2 separate regions of the Mus musculus genome follow, and region 2 is linked to region 1. A link is a contact called in public HiChIP or PLAC-seq data. All regions are on one chromosome and are shown on one strand. Each heading gives the region's core, a stretch centred on a gene start, on an enhancer-like site or on the middle of the called end of the contact. The rest is flanking DNA. Distances are from core to core; before and after follow the strand shown.

Region 1 (5,532 bases), core at 3,015-5,514:
TGTCCTGGAACTCACTCTGTAGACTAAGCTGGCCTCGAACTCAGAAATCCGCCTGCCTCTGCCTCCCAAGTGCTGGGATTAAAGGTGTGCGATACCACCGCCCAGCTACCTTCTGTACCTTTAGTTCTACAATTGTTATTTTGTATATTCTAGGATTTTCTTTTACTCATACATGATCAGATTTATTGAAGATAGAATTACATCACTGTTTTAAAAGATTTATTTTTAATGTGTGTGTGTTTCCACGCGTGCACGTGTGCCTGTCTTGGTAGTGCACATGAATAAAGGTGCCCCAAGAAGACAGAGACATTGGATCCCCTGGTGCTAGAGTTATAGGTGGTTGTGACCTGCCTTACGTGTGTGCTGGGAGTCAAACCAGGGTCCCCTGCAAGAGCAGTCCATCCTCTTAGCCACAGAGCCATCTCTCCAGCCTGTTTCAGTACTTTGACCAGAACTGTGTTTTGCTTTCACTGGAACAATCTGGTCTCTGTATGGTTACACTCACCCTGTACTTTTCTTACTCCTTTTGATGATCTTTCCTACCTTTTGAACTGTGCAGATAATTTATTTTACTGTCTTACTTGTTAATAATTACATTTCTTCTAAGTATTTTATCTTTTAGGTTGGTATTTGGCATTTTCTGAAGAAGGCATTATCACTCCTCGTTTCCTTACCAATTCATCTAGAAGTATAATCCTACTTCTCTAAGTGGTGAAGTATGTATGTTTAAGAGGTACTCGAGAATGGAGAGAGGGAACAAGACTGGAAAGGAACTATGTCTACAAATGTGGATTGACTGATTAGAACTTCATGATGTGGAGAGGTGGTTATGTTGCAGGACCAGATGTGGGGAGGCTGGAATGTTGCAAGTGCAGAGCTTAGTTATAATTTATCTTGGGTGTCCTTTGCTTCATAAACAGCCATTCTCTATGTCAGACTTAACATCCTTGGACTAACAGATAAAAGCCTCTTAGAATGTATTAACTTAAAACCCAATTTCTACTAAACAAAACTTAAGGTCAGACAGCACCCGAGGCTGACAGTTGAGATTTCTCCACTTTGCCATAACCACCTACTTACTGTTTCCACCAATGTATTTGAAAAGCACTTTGATTTATGGTTTTCTTTGTTCTCTTTCTATGAAAACTCCAGGAAACTGGATGTATCCAGGGATGCACTGGAACATGGAATTTGAGGTAACTTAAAGTCTGTGTTCCCAGGCTGTGATTGTTCCTATTTGGACCCAGAGTAAACTTTCTCTTACTCTTCTTGAGGTAGTTTTTTTTTTGTATCAACAAGAGGAAAGTGAACCTGCTGGCAGGACTGAATTCTTACATGTACCAATGTCTAATTTACCATTTCATTTAATCCTAATTCAAAACAACTGTTGTGTAAAACTTTAACAATAAACAAATAAATAACCAACAAAATTCCACATGTTAAATTTTGATTGCTTGAGAGCCCTCTTCTACACAAACCTTCTTGTTTCCTTTCTAGAAACCTTCAGTGCCCATCTCAAGCAAGTTCTTCCGAGTTCCCCGAGGGGCCTCTAGGGACGGGCAGGCTGTCTTCATTCTGCCTGTTAACTGCTCTCAATCTCCATGCCAGTACATTCCTTTAGCTCTGGGAAATTTTCCTTATTGCTCTTTTTTGATTATTAACTCACTTCTGTTCTCTAGACTCTCAATACTTGACATTATAGTTCAAAATCATAGTTAATCTAAATTCCAGATAGGATAATTTAAATTTTATTATACCCTTAGAACACGTTAGTATTTGTGGATTATTATAGCTTATTTTCTTCCAAAATGGAAGAGTTGTGAACAGTTATATCTATCAGATTTTGTAAAATGTTAGCTGCCTTGGATACTTTCAGAAAGAAGGCACATGGTGGGCATTGCATAATCATATATATCTAATTCATTTATAAGGAATATGTGACATATAAGTAAATTTTATTATAATCCATTGGGACTTTGTTCCATTTAAAAGAAATTATAACACTATCAAAGAACAAAATCGTATTAACCTATCCCATTTTGTATCAATCAATGATTTCCATGAATAAATGATAATCAGAATAAGAAATGTTGTGTTTCTAGATCTCAAATGTGTGAGAGGAGCACTGTGCATCTTTCTCCTACCTTTCCTGTACCCACACTGCCTAGGGTTGCCTACCTGAGTAATAAGTCATCAAAAAGAGGAACAAGATATCAAACAGACATTGTGACTATAACAGGACTGTGCTGTTGATAACCATCCAATTGATGGATTGGATCAATCATGGATTGATTCCATTCAATCCTAACCACTCAATGAAGAGCTCAACAGAAGACAAGATTGGGACTCAAGAAGATTAATTCATTAGTTCAAGGACCTGTGGGGTATGTGTGTTAGTGTGTGTTAGCATAAGTCAAACAGATTTGTTCAAGCTTAAAAACTATACCAAAATAAATAATTACATTTCTGAATCCTGGATGTGGCATTAAACCTCTCTATATAATGTTTTATTTTCCTCCTTAACTATGTAAACTAGCTTGATAATATTTTTGTTACTGTGGAAACACCAACACTTAGAAAGCAGTCTTTGTACGAAGTTCCCTGCAGAGATCTTCTGAAAACCTTTTCTTCCAGAACAGTGTTGCCTTGAGCTGAAGAGTTTTCAGAAGGAATGTTAGCACTGGCATGGCCTGCTAGGGTAAATTCGCAGCCCTCACTCAACTGAGGGCTAGGTATTCTCAGGATGTAGGTATAAGCTATGCAGTGTCCTAGAGCTGTATGGACCAGTGTACTATATTAGATATGAAGCAGATTGCTATGGTGCCCTGAAATCCAGGCTATGTTCTGCTTATTGAGTGGATCTCCTAGAATAGGCTATATATGCAGAGGTTCTAACTTCACATAAAGGCATTATTGGGATCAGACACAACCATGTCTGGATATAGTCTATCCTTTTTTCATTCCCTTTTCCTTTCAACACACAAAGCAAATGGCTGTGTCCCTTGGACTCTAGGACAATGGAAGTTATTTGTCAAGCATCTCTTAGGAGTCTCTGCTGGCAAATGTCTTGGAAGGAAGGTCAGAGAATGAAGAAATAGTATTATGCTCCTGTAATGTCCTACAGATAATATTTTTGTGGTTTTCTTTCCTCAAAAAACCCCAATGAGATGAACAGGTGCTACAGTGAGTGAGCTGAGGGAAACAGTGGCTTATCTAGTTCAGGGGATGCAGAGCATCTCCTGTTCCCTCTGCCCCAGGTTCATCTCACGGTGGCTGGAACCTTCTCTATCGGACTGACAAACTCTCTGTCAGAGTGTGGGGGCAAAGGGAATTCTAAACACATTCAGACAAAGGGCCAGTTCTGACTGAGTTGTCTTAGAGCCCTACAGCAAGAGTAACATCCAAGAAGGCAGGGACACTGGGGAACCCTGGCGCCAACAAAACAGTGTGCCCTGCAGCAGGCACACTGGCTTGTTCCATAATTACTGTTGAATATAAAATCTTGATAAAAGAAAAATGATGGAGAGTATTTTAATATAAATAGGATTAGTTTATTATATGCATATGAATATTTTAAATTAAGCCAAACATGATATGAGGTTTAATTACTATTTTATTATTCTCATTTTAGCTTGAATTTGAATGAAAGAATCTTGAATTCTAAACTTCCATGTAACATAAATATTCTCATTATAATGTATTTCAACTAAAAGGTGCAAAGAAAAAGATTAATGATTGTAATCTTAAATATTTATGTCTTAAAATCCCATGGGAAGTACTGAAAATGGATAAGCTTTTACTTCTTAAGCTAAACTAATGGGTAATATTAAAATGCTAGTTTTTGACTGTAAACTGTTATGACTCACTATTTATGGTGGTTACATTGTACACTGGTTAAATCGTATGGCAAAAATTTTAATATGAAGGCAATACTTAAAATATTTCAAAATCAGGTTGTGAAAAAGACAAGTGGTAATTTTTTAGGTGGAATATGGGTAGTTAAAACACAGAAACAGATCTTACAACAAATTCGTCAAATATTGTTACAAACAATTCATCCAGTAACAAAAGTCCTTCCTTGTGTCAGCCATCCTACAGAACATAACGTTGCAAATGACCTCAAACATAGGTTGAATCATATTTGGCAAAGAAAAAGAGTTTTCACTGTGAACAGAAAATCCACAAGGCCTGATGCCACCAAAGTAGGCCCTAAGAGTGAACTTTTGTTTTACACAACAGTGCCACTTAGTGGCCAAACTATGGTAGTGGACCAGTGTGCTGAATGGAGAGTAGGGCCAGTAACTGGGTTTGGGAGAGAGTTGTGACACTGTAAGTGGCCAGAATGGGGTGGGGCAGTACATGCCAACAAATGAGAGAAGAGGGAGGGAGGGAAGGAGAGAGGGAGGGAGGGAGGGAGGAGAGAGAGAGAGACAGAGAGACAGAGACAGAGAGAGACAGAGGATGGATAAATAGATGACAGACGGGTGATTAGACAGATGGTAGACAGGGAGGTGGCAACTGTACCTTGGAGGTCAGTTAGAGCCTGGACAGGAACAGAAACCTGAGCATCGCTTCCTGTAACTACGTCGCCTAGATTTCATAAGAAAAAATAATTAGATATGATAAAGGAAAATAGACAACCTTTTGCCTTTCATACTCAATATTATAATATTTTATCGAATTATTAAAATTTATAGAACAGAAAATACAGTGGAAACTTAGATAAACATCTGACGTGTCTTTAAAGTAAGCAATGTCTTTAAAACGATGTTTCCAGTGGAGAGTTTGTGTCTGTTTTTACTAAGGAAAAGTTCACAAGTTCCTACTATAAGTTTCTACTATACTGTGGATTGGAAACCTCAGTATAAAAGTATAAAGGACTTCTCTGAGGAGATTTTTATGGCATTACAAATATTAGTATGTTTTAAAATATATCTTCTAAAAAAGACTTATTCATATGGAAGTTATATAACACTTATTAACAGGCATATTTTTTCAAAACTGATTTCTTCCAATGTAAAAAAAAATATTTTTAAACTAAACTTTAAAGGAAATTCATAGGAAAGACCTAAGCAAGCTCTAATTTCATGTTACCTAGTGAAAATATTTCAAACTTACCACATGTATTTTCAAATGCATCTGTGAACTACATCCCTTTATTATAGGCAATTATTAAATTGAAACCATAGTAAATGCTTATAATAAAGCAGTGTTCCAAAAAAAAAAAAAAAGAAAGAAAGAAAGAAAGAAAGAACCAGATGGGCATATAGAAAAGAAAACCGAGCTGGGAGAGCAGGTCTTAGTGACCCAGAAGGAAGAGTAGGAGAGGAGAGGAGAGCCACCCAGACACTGCCGTCCCTCCAGCTCTTCTGTTTCTGGGGCAGCAGTGTTCAACAATTACCAGTCACAGCCGTCAGACTAACCCCTAGAGACGGCAGTGTCGAAGGCTATTTCGTGGTTACTAAATAGAAGAAAGCAAGTCTTTTAAAAGTCTCCAGGATTCCTGTGTACAGCCTATGACTTTGTAGGCTT
Region 2 (4,997 bases), core at 782-3,281, 1.0 Mb after region 1:
GATGCTTGGGTTGTTAATATTTAAGATGCCTATTCATGCTATTCCTGTCTGCACATTTGTCAAAAATGTAAGCTTGAATGCTAATGTTTGCCAGCAGACTGGAGCAGGCAGTGTATGCGCTTACTACTGTTCTACAAAAATAATATGCCATAGAAATAAAGAACCGCTGCTAAGTCATAGCCCGAGTTCCACATGGGAGATTCATAAAGGGTTATAGAGCCAGCACCGCAACCCTTGCTTTCTTTGGATTTAAAGTATGGCATAACTTACTCATCTATCTATCTATCTATCTATCTATCTATCTATCTATCTATCTATCTATCTATCTATCTACCTACCTACCTACCTACCTACCTATCTGGAGAATCTGACTACAAAATAAAATTTCACTCTTTCAGAAAATCCACTCTGGACAAGGTGTAAAATTAAGTAAAGTTTTTGGAAGGCTGAGCTTCTGTCACCAGGCACAAACACTGTAAAAAATCCAGGTACTGCTTAAGGACAGAACCTGACTTCTGGCAGAAAGAGACCAGACTCTTGCTCATTCCCCTCTTCTGTCTTGGGAAAGTTGGGTTCTCTGGCCTCCAAGGATACAAACATGGAACCCCAGCCAATCAATCGGGAGCAGAAAAGGTTCTCTCCAGGGAATTGGGTGTCTTCCGGTCCCTATGGACAAGTGAAATCCACGTCTTAACCCTGGGAATCCTACATGCCTCAGAGAAAGTTCTCCCAGAAAGGGTGCAGAGGTCAAAGTTGTCAACCGGACATTTTAAGAGATGAGCCTGTGGTTGACATCTTGTTAAGTAAAACCTGGCCCTGGTGGAGGCCAGGGTCAAAACCTCTACCCTGAGCTCTAAGCTGCTGTCCTCTTGGTCTTCTGGGATCATCCCAGAAGGGACCTGTTTAGCGCCTTTTGCTGGGCCAAGCACACGCACGTGTCACCATCTGGACCTGCCGCTTGCCCCCTCAGTCCCTTGCATTCGAGCTGCCCAACCCCAGTTCGGCCACCCTGGGAGCTCTGCAATGGAGGAACACTGTAGAAGGCCGCCGCTCTCGGGTGTGTACTGTCGCAGGGAAATGAGGAGTTGCCCCCTGGGCTGCACCTGTGGGGCCACAGTCCCAGCTAAGACACCATGTACCTCCCTCGGCTTCCCGCCCAAGCCCAAACCCGAATCACCCTCCAGGACCGACCCGCGATCGCCGGCGTGGGCTGCACGAGCGCTGTTCTTCGGCTCTCAAACTCTGGGCTCCAACTTGAGCGCCCAGCGCCCGAGTGGCTCTCGGGATAGAGAAGTTGCCACAAACTTCCCAGGCCCCTCTCCACCTCCGCTCGCCACCAGCAAAGTAGGGCTGGCCGGGAAAGAACAGGGGGAGATGAGATGGGAGAGGATGCTAAGTGAACTCCAGATCTGGCGCGCGACCTTTCCAACTCCACCCCGCACCTCGCCTCCTTCCCCGCACCGGGGCTCACTGAGCGGCTCCCTTTTCCCCACTCGCCCGCCGAGGGCTTCCCCCCACGCCGCCTTCGTCCTCTAAAGCGGGCCATGCCCACGACCTGGACTAAAGTGTCTAACGAGGGACTCCTGCCGGGCAGGTGTGCGGGAGAGGCAAAGACGCCAAGTAAGTCCGCATCCCGGCCATGACCCTCACTTCACCAGCCCAGTCCTCCCGAATGTCTGAGCGCGCTCGAGAGAAGGGCCAGCAAGACCCCGGCACGCGAGGGGCGCAGAGTCGCCCCAGCCGGGGCCACTGAGAAGTTTGGATCGGTTCCGCATCCGCAGAAAACGGAGGCGAGCCGGGCAAGAGACCCAGAGCGGGAGCAGCACTGGCAGGGAGCAAAGAAGCGGGACTCACTCAGGCGTGGAACCGGGACAGCGCGGGCCAGCGGTGCGGGCCGAGGCCGGGTCGGCTCCCCGCGCGGGCGCGCCGGGCGGCGGACTTCCCGGGCGGCGGCTGCAGCTGCTGCCACCTCCCCGCCGCCGAGCTGGCGGCCGCCGCGGAAGTTAATGGCAACTTGACTTCAAGTTGTCTCCTCTCCCCATCCGAAGTGGGCGTTTAAAGGGGGCAGAGCGCGGCGAGCAGCGAGCGGGGAGCGCGCGGGGCCGAGGGGGAAGGGAAGGGGCGGGGGCGGGGCGGGGCGCGGGAGGGGGCGCGGGAGCCGCTCGGAGCCCGCAGTGTAGAGCGCGGCGCGGGCGATCGGGGCGCCCCCACGAGAGCCCCCCGACGCTGGCCGGGGGCCGTGCGTGCCTGGGGCGCCGCGCTCTCGCCTCTCGCCCGCGTGGGGGGCTTGCGGACCCCACAGCGGGAGCGACCGGGCCCGGCCTGCCTCCCCCGCGCCCGCGGCCGCTTCTCCCCCTGGCGGCAGGATCCTGGGCGGCCGGTGGCTCCGAGAGCGCGCAGTGGAGCCCGAGCTGAGCCGAGCCCGAGCCACCGCAGCCGCCACATCCCTGAGCGCCGCCCGGGTGCAGGGTCGCTGCGGGAGAGCGACCCCGCGGCCGCCAGGGTAAGTGTGGGCGAGCCCCGGAGCCCCACCGCCCCGGCCCTCACCTGCACCGCCCCCGCCGCGCACCCTCGCCGCCCGCCGCTTCCTCTTGTCGTTGTTTGCCTGGGCTTTGGGGGTGCAGAGCGCGGGGCATTGGTGTGTGTGTGTGCCAGCGGAGGAGGAAGTCAGGTGAGAGGCCTGAGCACAACCCCCGCGCCCCGCAAGCCAGCTTGTGTGGGGTGTGTCGCTCCCCAGTAGGGGCATGCGGGCCAAGTTTTCCCCTCTCTTCAATGTTTGATGGAGAAGATCTTTCCTAGAGGGGACCTCCTTCCCTTCAAACTGATGGGCTCTTCTTGCTATCCTCTTCTCTTGGGCACCCCTATTGAGGAACACATAGTGGATGGAGGAGGAGGGGGCCTCTTGCAGACCCCCTTCTCAACCCCAGCTATTTGCATCAGTATCATTTTCCTGTCGGCAGCTGTAGGTCGACGCACCCAACCAGAAGGAGATGCTTAAGCCACTGTCCAAGTCTCTTCTCCCACCCTGACCCACCCAAAAGCAGGGGCAAAGAGGTCAAGAAATGCGGATTTCGTAGGAGGGGAGGCTGGGCCCAGGGACCTTTTCAACTGGTGAAGCTCCAAAGAACTCTGAAAGGTCAAAGTAGCTGAAGGCTTGGACCCCCAAGCTAGGGAGAAATTGGACTCTATCAACTTTAACCCACTCCCCTGCTACTCCTTCCCCACACAACCCCCAGCTCTAAGGAAGCTATCAACTAACAGGTCTTTTGTTTCCTGTTGTGTCGCCTTTGGGAAATTTGCATTGAACGTGACGATAGAAAATTACTACTGTTTACTCGAAGTTAAGGGGGTTGCAGAACGAAAACAGTTTTTACTTTTCTCTTTGTGTGTTTGGCAAGGAGTGGAGCTGTTAGGTTCGTGGCAGGAATTGCAGAAGCTCAGTTGTAAAAATAAGGACTGTAGAACTGCCTGGGTCTGTTTTTAGCAGCTGCACTTTCTTGCGTTCTTTCACATAAGGCTTGCTCTCTCATTAAGTCCCCATAAATAATTGTATGTGGAGCGAAGGCAGTCAGGGTGGCAGGATTGAGATTGCTGGGAGTTCCATCCCTCCAGCGCAGAGCTGTTTGCAGGCAAGTTCCTGGAAAGTGACTGTGGGCTGAGAATTCAGTTTTTCCTAAAAGCTCTGTCAGGTCCTCTTCTGTCGGTTGCCTATGAATCAAGCCTGACACGGTGGGTGACTAGCGATTTGAGCCTTGGTAGCAAACACGTCGACGGTGCAGTGGGAGTTTTTGTTTGTGTTTTGTTTTTTGGTTTGGTTTGGTTTTTTTTTGTTTTTGTTTTTGTTTTTTTGGTGAGGTCATTCTAAATGAAGCAAAATGACATAGTTCAGGCAGCTTTCTGAGAGCCCCCTCGTCCATCCTTGATTTCCCTAGAATTCTCCAATTTTTTCAACTTTTTTTTTATAATTCAAAATACCATGCCAAAGGCATAAGGACATAAACAAATATGAACTAATTTTCATTTGGGGAACTACCTCCTCCCCCTTCTGCTCCTCCTCCCCTTCTTCTTCCTCCTCGCCCCCCCACCCCCAAGCCAACGAGCCCCCTGGAAAGCAAAGCAAGAAGCTATGGGTGATTACAAAGAGCAAAACAACATAAAACATGAGTTTCTCTTCCTGGCTCAGGTTTTTCCCTTCAAGTCCTGGGTGACTTCAAATTTTCTTGCCTTGATTTGCCAAAGTAGGGACTTGTCTAACTAGGTGCCAGTGTCCCCACTGAGCAGGGCAGGTGAGAATGGAGGCTCTGCAAGCTTAGCCTTTACTGATTATTATTGTGAACATATAAAATTGGAGCACAACAGAAGCCCAAAAATGCATTAACATTTCCTCTTTTATACGCTCATATGCTTACCTAGTAATTCAGCTTATCAGATAAATCCCATCATTTAGAGTAAGGTCTCACTTTGCTTCCAACAGCCTGGATTTCCTTCTCTTCTTCCTTCCTTTCCATCCCTAACAGTCAGTAACAGGCAGTATCTACAAACTCTAAGTTTATAGGCACCCACTCTAAAGTGGCATAAACACACACACACACCTTTTTAGTGTCTAGGTCTAAGGTATTTTGCTATAGGATCCAGCATGAAGTGGTATAATTATGTTTAAAGATACTTCTAATCATCTTATTTTATGTGTATGTGTGTGGGGGGGGTCTTTTGCCTACGTGTATATGTTCATCATCTACATGCCTGGTGCCAGGGGAGTTCAGAAGAGATCTGTATCACATCCGCTGGGACTGAAGTTACAGATGGTTGTGAGATGTCACGTGGGTGCTGGGAATCGAACCCGAGTCTTTCAGAAACACACAGTGCTCCAGAGCCCCGAGACATCTCGAAAGCCCCTGATTTCATTTTTCTAACAAATCCAAATGTAGTGTAAGTAGTTGACAGACACGTAGATCTAAAACATATCAAAATATAGATAATAGGAGTTAATATCAATA

What was found. HiChIP or PLAC-seq counts read pairs in DNA pulled down with a chosen protein or histone mark.
Region 2: a contact with region 1 is called in an H3K4me3 HiChIP or PLAC-seq map of pro-B cells, with 7 times the contacts expected there. The contact joins the promoter of Satb1 here to the enhancer-like site in region 1. A contact is called at or near these places in 11 of 39 promoter capture datasets (the C10 cell line, the HPC-7 cell line, cranial neural crest and 8 more), 3 of 115 datasets of contacts at active chromatin or transcription factors (embryonic forebrain, forebrain and pro-B cells) and 1 of 9 other capture datasets (embryonic stem cells).

Annotation. Positions count from the first base shown.
Region 1 is chr17:50,791,402-50,796,933 of GRCm38.p6, forward strand. The region is part of intron 17 of Tbc1d5 (TBC1 domain family, member 5); the gene reads right to left. It overlaps Gm41598 (a long non-coding RNA gene), which reads left to right. Exons shown (of 2, transcript XR_876871.2): 1 at 1-1,196; 2 at 2,103-2,189. Among named protein-coding and RNA genes, the nearest start is that of Gm41598, 3.3 kb to the left of the region's middle. Within about 2 kb of position 4,265, at least 8 of the 459 cell types and tissues checked have an H3K27ac peak or open chromatin away from gene starts, as enhancers often do. A contact at or near this core is called in pro-B cells, where this site is marked.
Region 2 is chr17:51,830,616-51,835,612 of GRCm38.p6, forward strand. It overlaps Satb1 (special AT-rich sequence binding protein 1), which reads right to left and starts at 2,032. Exons shown (of 11, transcript NM_009122.2): 1 at 1,855-2,032.